2 separate regions of the Macaca mulatta genome follow, and region 1 is linked to region 2. Evidence: chromatin contacts called from public Hi-C data. All regions are on one chromosome and are shown on one strand. The core of a region is the stretch at or near the end of the contact, and the rest is flanking DNA. Distances in the headings are between cores, read along the strand shown.

Region 1 (3,106 bases), core at 330-2,829, 510 kb after region 2:
TTGCTTTTCTATTCAAACTAAACAGGCTTTTCAGATGAAAATGAGTCGAGCCCGGTGGAAGATTTACAGGGATTTGGGACCAGGGGGACAATGGAGTTTTAAATGTTGATAGCGTTTCACACCAAACACATAATGGGTGCCCTGAGTTTGAAAGCAGGTTTGCCTTTAAGGGTAGGTTTTATTGTATTGGGCGAAAAGAAGGAGGGTCTGGAGAACGATCTGCAAGGGAATGGGGTGCGAGGAGAGCGACGGAGGCTGGTGCCCCCGGGCCGGCCTCCTGCGCCAGGTTCGCGGTCCGCGAGGGTCGGAGCCAGCGCCACGCAGGGCCCTCGGCTGATTTCCCCAGCGCGGCCCCGTCGCCGAAAGAATGAGCAAGAATGAGCGCGCAAGTTAGAACTCGCCTGCGCTTTCGACATCTCCCAGCCGCTGCGGCAGAGCAAGCAGACGAACTAGAAAAAGTCGGTCCAGTTCGCCCCCTAGCCCCAGGCGCGCTGCGCTCCCTCCAGCGCCGACGGCGGCTGTGGGCGAGGGGCGCCCCGGCACCGAAAACCGGGCACTGGAGCCGTCGCCTCCCCAACAGTGCCACCCTTGACCATCGCCACCCCTACGGGATGTCACCGGCCCCACCCCAGCGGCCCCCTCCCGAAAAACGAGTCTCCGTGGGGCCTGGATGGGACGGAAGTTCCCAGGACCCACGGATGGAGCACCTCAGAGATGCCCCCTGGGACCCGGCCTGCGGGGCTGTGCCACGGGCAGGCGAACCTTCGGCCAGTCTGCTCTGGGGTCGGAGAAACGTGCCCAGTCAGCGGGAATGCGCCCGCCAGGGTTTGACAGGGAGGGGGGCGTCAACGCCAGAGGCAGATGTCAGCATCTGGATGGGGGTGGCAGAGGCAGAACTTCCCGAACACCGGCCGTCAGCAGGCACCCACCTCCCCCATCACCTATGCAGCCACAGAGAGAGGACACGGAGGGCCCTCCACAATGCCAGTCCTTCCGCGCCCCCCGCCCAGAGGACTGTGCACCCGGCGTCCCGGGCTCCCCTGGCGTCCACGTCCCCGACTGGGGAAGCTCCCCGAGGCGTCTTGCGCGGCGATTACCTTGAATGGCAACGCTCCTCCGCGATCTGTGTTATCCCCGCGCCCCGCGTGGGTCGGGATGGAGAAAGCGACGAGCCCGGGGTTGAGGGCAGCAACTCCAAAACGCAGAAGAGTGGTCCTTGGGTCTTCGCCGGCGCCAAGGCTCCCGGGCTTCAAGCGCACCCCAGGCTGCGGAGGAGCGCGGGCATGACGCCCGCGGGCTGCCCTCGGATTTGGGGAAGGAGAGAAAGAAAGGACTCAGGCTTGGCGTCGCCTCCACCAAACTTTGCTCTCGAGTTGCGAAGGCTCAGAGCGCGCAGGCAAGCTGCGGCCTCGGGGCCCCCGGGGCTCGCGGCCGGCCCCCGCCAGCCCGGAGAGCAGTCGCCGCGCCGGGCCAGGTACGCCGCATGCAGCCCCGCGGCGCCCGAGCTTTGTGGCGGCCGCGCGCGCTCGCTCGCCCGCTCCGCACCCGCCGCCCGCCCGCTCGGCTCTCCACCGCGCTCTCCTGCCGCCGCCGCCCGCGCCGCCGCCGCCGCCTCCGCCTCCTCGCGGCGGGTCACGCCCCCGCTGAAACCCGAGCCGTTTCCTGGACGGCGGCGCCCTCTCTGCCAATCAGCGCCGCGCGCCCGGGCCGCCCCGAGCCCCGCGCGGCTCCCGACGCCTCCGAGCTGCCGGAGACACCGGCCGGGGAGGCGAGGGCCCGGCCGCGATCCGGCCGTAGGGATGCAGCGACAGCCTCCGAATAAGGCCTGGTCCCGCGCCCCGCGCCACCTCCTCCCTCCTCCCCGGGCGAGCGAGGCTGGCCAGCGGCTCGCTGAGCGGCTGCGTTACGTTGTTTTATGTCAAGTTAGAAAACAAGTGACCAAAGGCTCTAACCCTGCCCTCCCCGTAAAGAGACTTTAAAATGCGCCTTCTTGGTACTGCGGGGAGGGTTGTCAGGCAACTGAAGCTTTTGGAGGAGAGAAAGCAACTTGGAAATGTTCGCAGGACATTGCATTTTTCTGTCCTTCTAAACAATAGAAATGAGAGGAAAAAACTGAATATTAATGGAGGACCTAGTATGTGAGGGTCACACTACATAGGTGATTCTATTTCGTCTCCCCAACCACCCTGCAGAGTACTATTCCCAGTTTCTGATAAGGAAACTAAGGATCAGAGAGGTTAAGTAATTTGCCTAGGATCACACAGCTGGCTACTAGGAGAGCCTGACCTTGAATGTGGCTCTCTCAGAAAAAGTCAAAAATTGCATCCAAAAAAAAAAGTGTTTAGTATATATGTTTGGATTAATAAAACGAAATTCAAAGGAGTCTAAAGACTCTACCATAAATAGCTGGACCTTGAACAAAGTAATTCCTCCCTCTGAATCTTAGATTCAAAATCATAAATGCAAAATCTGATTCTTCAACTGCACGCCAAGCTGTAACTGGTTAAAGTTCCTATTTCCATTCACCTTTTCACTAAGCCATGTCTTCAGAATAATTTATTTTAAATATGCTTTTTCTCCCTCCTTATTCATCCAGCTCCTGAGCAGTTGTGCTTAAGTTCAAGACATATAGATTAAAACCTTAATTATTTTTCTTTAGAAAAGGTCACTAAACCCAGAAATGCTTTAGAATCCTTTTGAGGCCTAAAGATAGATGAAGCATTGAGAACAAACCTGACTTGGAAAACAGACTTTTCCTGCATTTAGAAACGTATTTGCACCTGTGTCACTAACATTGCACACTTCATAACATTTACAAAAATATTTTTCAAGGTACCACATGATTAGAAAATCATTTTTATTCACAATATAGCACAGAAAACGTTTATACAAGTTACTTAAAAGCCATACAAGTAAGAAATCCATTTAACTGTCTCAGGCAAAAGGCTATAACATTATATTTTGGAAGTTTGATAGCAACAAAATAAAAACTGGTTCTTAAGTAAAATTATCCCTCTATATGCTTGGTAGGAGGGTATGTTTTTGGTCAAGTCCTCTAACCTGGATTAGCCCAGAGCCTGTACATTAACAGACACCTCAGCCCAGG
Region 2 (3,149 bases), core at 300-2,799:
CTTAACCACTCTGCCTCCATTGATGAGAGGAAAACATACAAATCCTTCTCTTCAAGTTGCTTTTCCTCTGAAGCATCCTCAGGCAAGGAGAAAAACCACTGTTGAAGAAAATGCCACTAAACACACAAGACTCCCAGAAGCACAAAGAGAGGCAAAGGAGGTCCAGGGAAGTCATGGAATGTGGAACAAGGATTCAGCCATATAGAAAATATTCCGCACTTCAACTTCTTGATAAGAAGTGCATCAAAGTACTTCTTAGAAAACTCTACCAAGAAGACATAGCAAATAGATCTTTTCAGATATGCTGCATACCACTCTATTATTAGCTCCATTGCAATCCATTCACTGAGTGATAAGAATTTTCCAAGAGACTGTTAGCTCTAAAAGTCAGTATCTCCTGGAAAGATCTTTAGGCGCAGGAAGTCAGATAAAGTATTTTTTAGAATGATTTCTGAGTAAGCTATGTAATTAAGGTTTTTAGTTCCACTGTTCACCAGCTGTGCAGCCTCAGGCAAGATGCTCACCCACTCAGTGCCTCTCTATCCTCATCCTTACAATGAGGATCACTTATGGTGCCAACGTGCAGTGAAGGGCTGGATGTGTAGCTCACAAACCCTAGGAAGTGACTTTCTCTATGAGGCCTGATTTGACAGCTTCTCAGAAGATTCCATATTTGGGGAACCTTGACAAGAGAGAAAATCCAATCCTATGCACCGCAAATGTAATGCCTCTCAGTCTGGGAACATACAACAGCTAGGTGGCATGAGCCAGGACACATTAGAGGCAACAGGTGCCAGGTTTGGGTCTAAATCTGGCTGACCCTCTCAGTGTTAAACCAAAGGATGGGGGCGGGGGTGAGGAGTTCCCTCCCTATCTGTGACTTTTAAAATCCTTGCTTCTCCTATGGTCTGTCTGAAGATGATCACCATTCCTGTTGAGGCACAATAGGGAATAAGCCAAGCGAAGTCTTAGCACTTTTACCCTGAATTGTGTGGCTTTCGTCAAGCAAAGTCAGAAGGACATTTATTTTCAAGACAGGCCTTTGTTCTTTTTGAAAAAGAAAAATCTCTCATCCTTTCTGCACGTGGCTACAGCAAGCTGCAACTCACAAAGCTGCCAATTTTAACACATGTGCTTGGGCACACACACATGCATACACAGGCACGCTCACGCACACACAAGTTCATTCTAGTCCTGGCTCCCTCTGAAACAATCCATCTTCAGCGTTCACTGTTAATTACGACTTTGCACACTGATAACCAAATGACACTGAGCCTGGAGTGGCTGTCCCTGTCTCTCTGCATCACATTTACGCAGGTTGATGAAATCATTCTGGCCAAGGTTAAGGCAAGCCTCCGTGGTGCAAAGGCTCTGCTTAAAACAAATACTGCTTGCTTTGGGGACCTGGTAGGGGGGAATAAAAAAGAAAACCAAGATGCTCTAGGCTTCTGCCCTTGTTTCCAGGCAACCAGATGCTGGGTACAGGAAGGGAGAGGGGCTTTCTTCTGGTGCCAGACAGTATTGATAGACAGAGGGCTAACTTTCAGAGCCAAGGACATGGGGAGGGACAGAGGAAGCCTGCATAAGCCTCATTACCCTAATCAACCATAGAGTCAGCCCGTTGGCAGGGAGAGCTGGAAAATGAGCCCAGCCCCAGGGCTGAGCCAGGGAGAGAGATGCCTTTCTGTAGTACTTTCCAAAGGTGCTGCCGCTATAAGCAGGAGGATTCCCGGGTCACCACGATCTTGGCCGCCAAAGATGGGTGTGCGGTTCGGGTGTGCAGGTCAGGTGAGCAGAAGGAACCTGACAACTCTCTCCTCGGGGAGTCCCAGGAACCACTCCGGGGGTGTGAGTCCTGGTTGGAGGGCAGAGGGCACAGAACAATGGGCAAGCTGAGGTGTCTCATGCTTCAGTACCATTTTACAGATCCTCTTCATGGCTACTGTGCACCAAGCACCTTGCTAAGCCAAGGCAATTCAAGGGTGAAAAGGATGGGCAAGCACCAAGCCATCCAATCACCTTTACTATTTCTTTTTGTAAATATCCAGAGCCCCGTGGGATCATGGGGTGTAGTGGTGTCTTCTAGGGGCTCCTCCGCAGATTTAGCTCAGATCTGGGCTAAATCTGAGCTCTGTCACTTACAAGCAGAGCACAATCATTATTTCTACTAAAAAAAAAATGAGCGTTTCCTATCTCTTCTCAAGTTTCTCTGGTGACACAGTACAAAGTCTGTTCAGCTAAGATGGTAAGAATGTAGCCTTCCCCTGTCATTGTATTTGCAGTCCTTATAGTGCTATATGGCACAGAACGTATACTACATGTACATTACAAAAACATGCGGCAGACATTCAGCATCTTGTTAAATTCTGGATGGCGTAAAACACTATGCCAGGAAGTAACATTCCCATTTGGTAGAGGAAGATTCTAAATTGCAGAGAGGTTAAGAGGGCTGTTGGTTCACAAGGAAGCAGGGTGTCCATGCCAGAATCTGCAGGAGGAAGAGTTTGGTAAATTGCACTGAAAAAAGAAGTCCCCCAGCCCAGCCCATTGTGGCTGTGGCCTTCATCCGGCCACTGGACTCAGGCCTACTGGAGTGGTTCCTGGTACCCCTGGGGGGTGTATGCAGGCTCTTGCCCATCCGAATTGCATGCCCCTCTGTGGCTGCCAGGTTGTTCCCATGTTGCATTTTGGCATCTCATGTTAAGCAGCATCCGCTGTTCTCTACTGGTGCCTGTGTCCTGGATCTGAAAAAATGAAGCAAAAGAAAACAAATACAACAAGCAAACAAAAATAGAGAGGAATCAGATCCCGGGGTTTTAGTCCTGGCTCTCCTGTTTACTGGCTGTGTGGCCTTGGGCAAGTTCCTAAAATTGCCCAAGCTTTGGGTTTCTCATCAACAACAGGGCAAAAACAGTGCCCATCTCACAAGACTGTGGGCGATTCAATGACAGGTGCAGACAGCAGGTTCAGCAGAAAGTGCCTGGCACTTAGGAAGAATTCAAGACTTCTTAGTGGAAAGTCTTCAGAAGATGCTCTCCATGCAGCTAGTGCAATGTGGCTTCCTTTAGTGAGATGTTGGGGAGGAGCCTCTCCAGGTCTGGGGTTATGATGCCTACAGGGCAAGAACAGTAACAGCCACTGGCACGTAC

What was found. Hi-C and Micro-C count contacts between places; a contact is called where the count stands out from the background.
Region 1: a contact with region 2 is called in a Hi-C map of fetal cortical plate, with 1.7 times the contacts expected there. The contact joins the promoter of FGFR2 here to the enhancer-like site in region 2. A contact is called at or near these places in 3 of 14 Hi-C or Micro-C datasets (fetal cortex germinal zone, fetal cortical plate and liver).

The regions. Positions count from the first base shown.
Region 1 is chr9:133,688,166-133,691,271 of T2T-MMU8v2.0, forward strand. FGFR2 (fibroblast growth factor receptor 2) reads right to left here and starts at 1,580. Exons shown (of 16, transcript XM_077947657.1): 1 at 1,098-1,580.
Region 2 is chr9:133,178,437-133,181,585 of T2T-MMU8v2.0, forward strand. No RefSeq gene overlaps it. Among named protein-coding and RNA genes, the nearest start is that of WDR11, 220 kb to the left of the region's middle. Within about 2 kb of position 1,550, at least 7 of the 40 cell types and tissues checked have an H3K27ac peak or open chromatin away from gene starts, as enhancers often do. A contact at or near this core is called in fetal cortex germinal zone and fetal cortical plate, where this site is marked.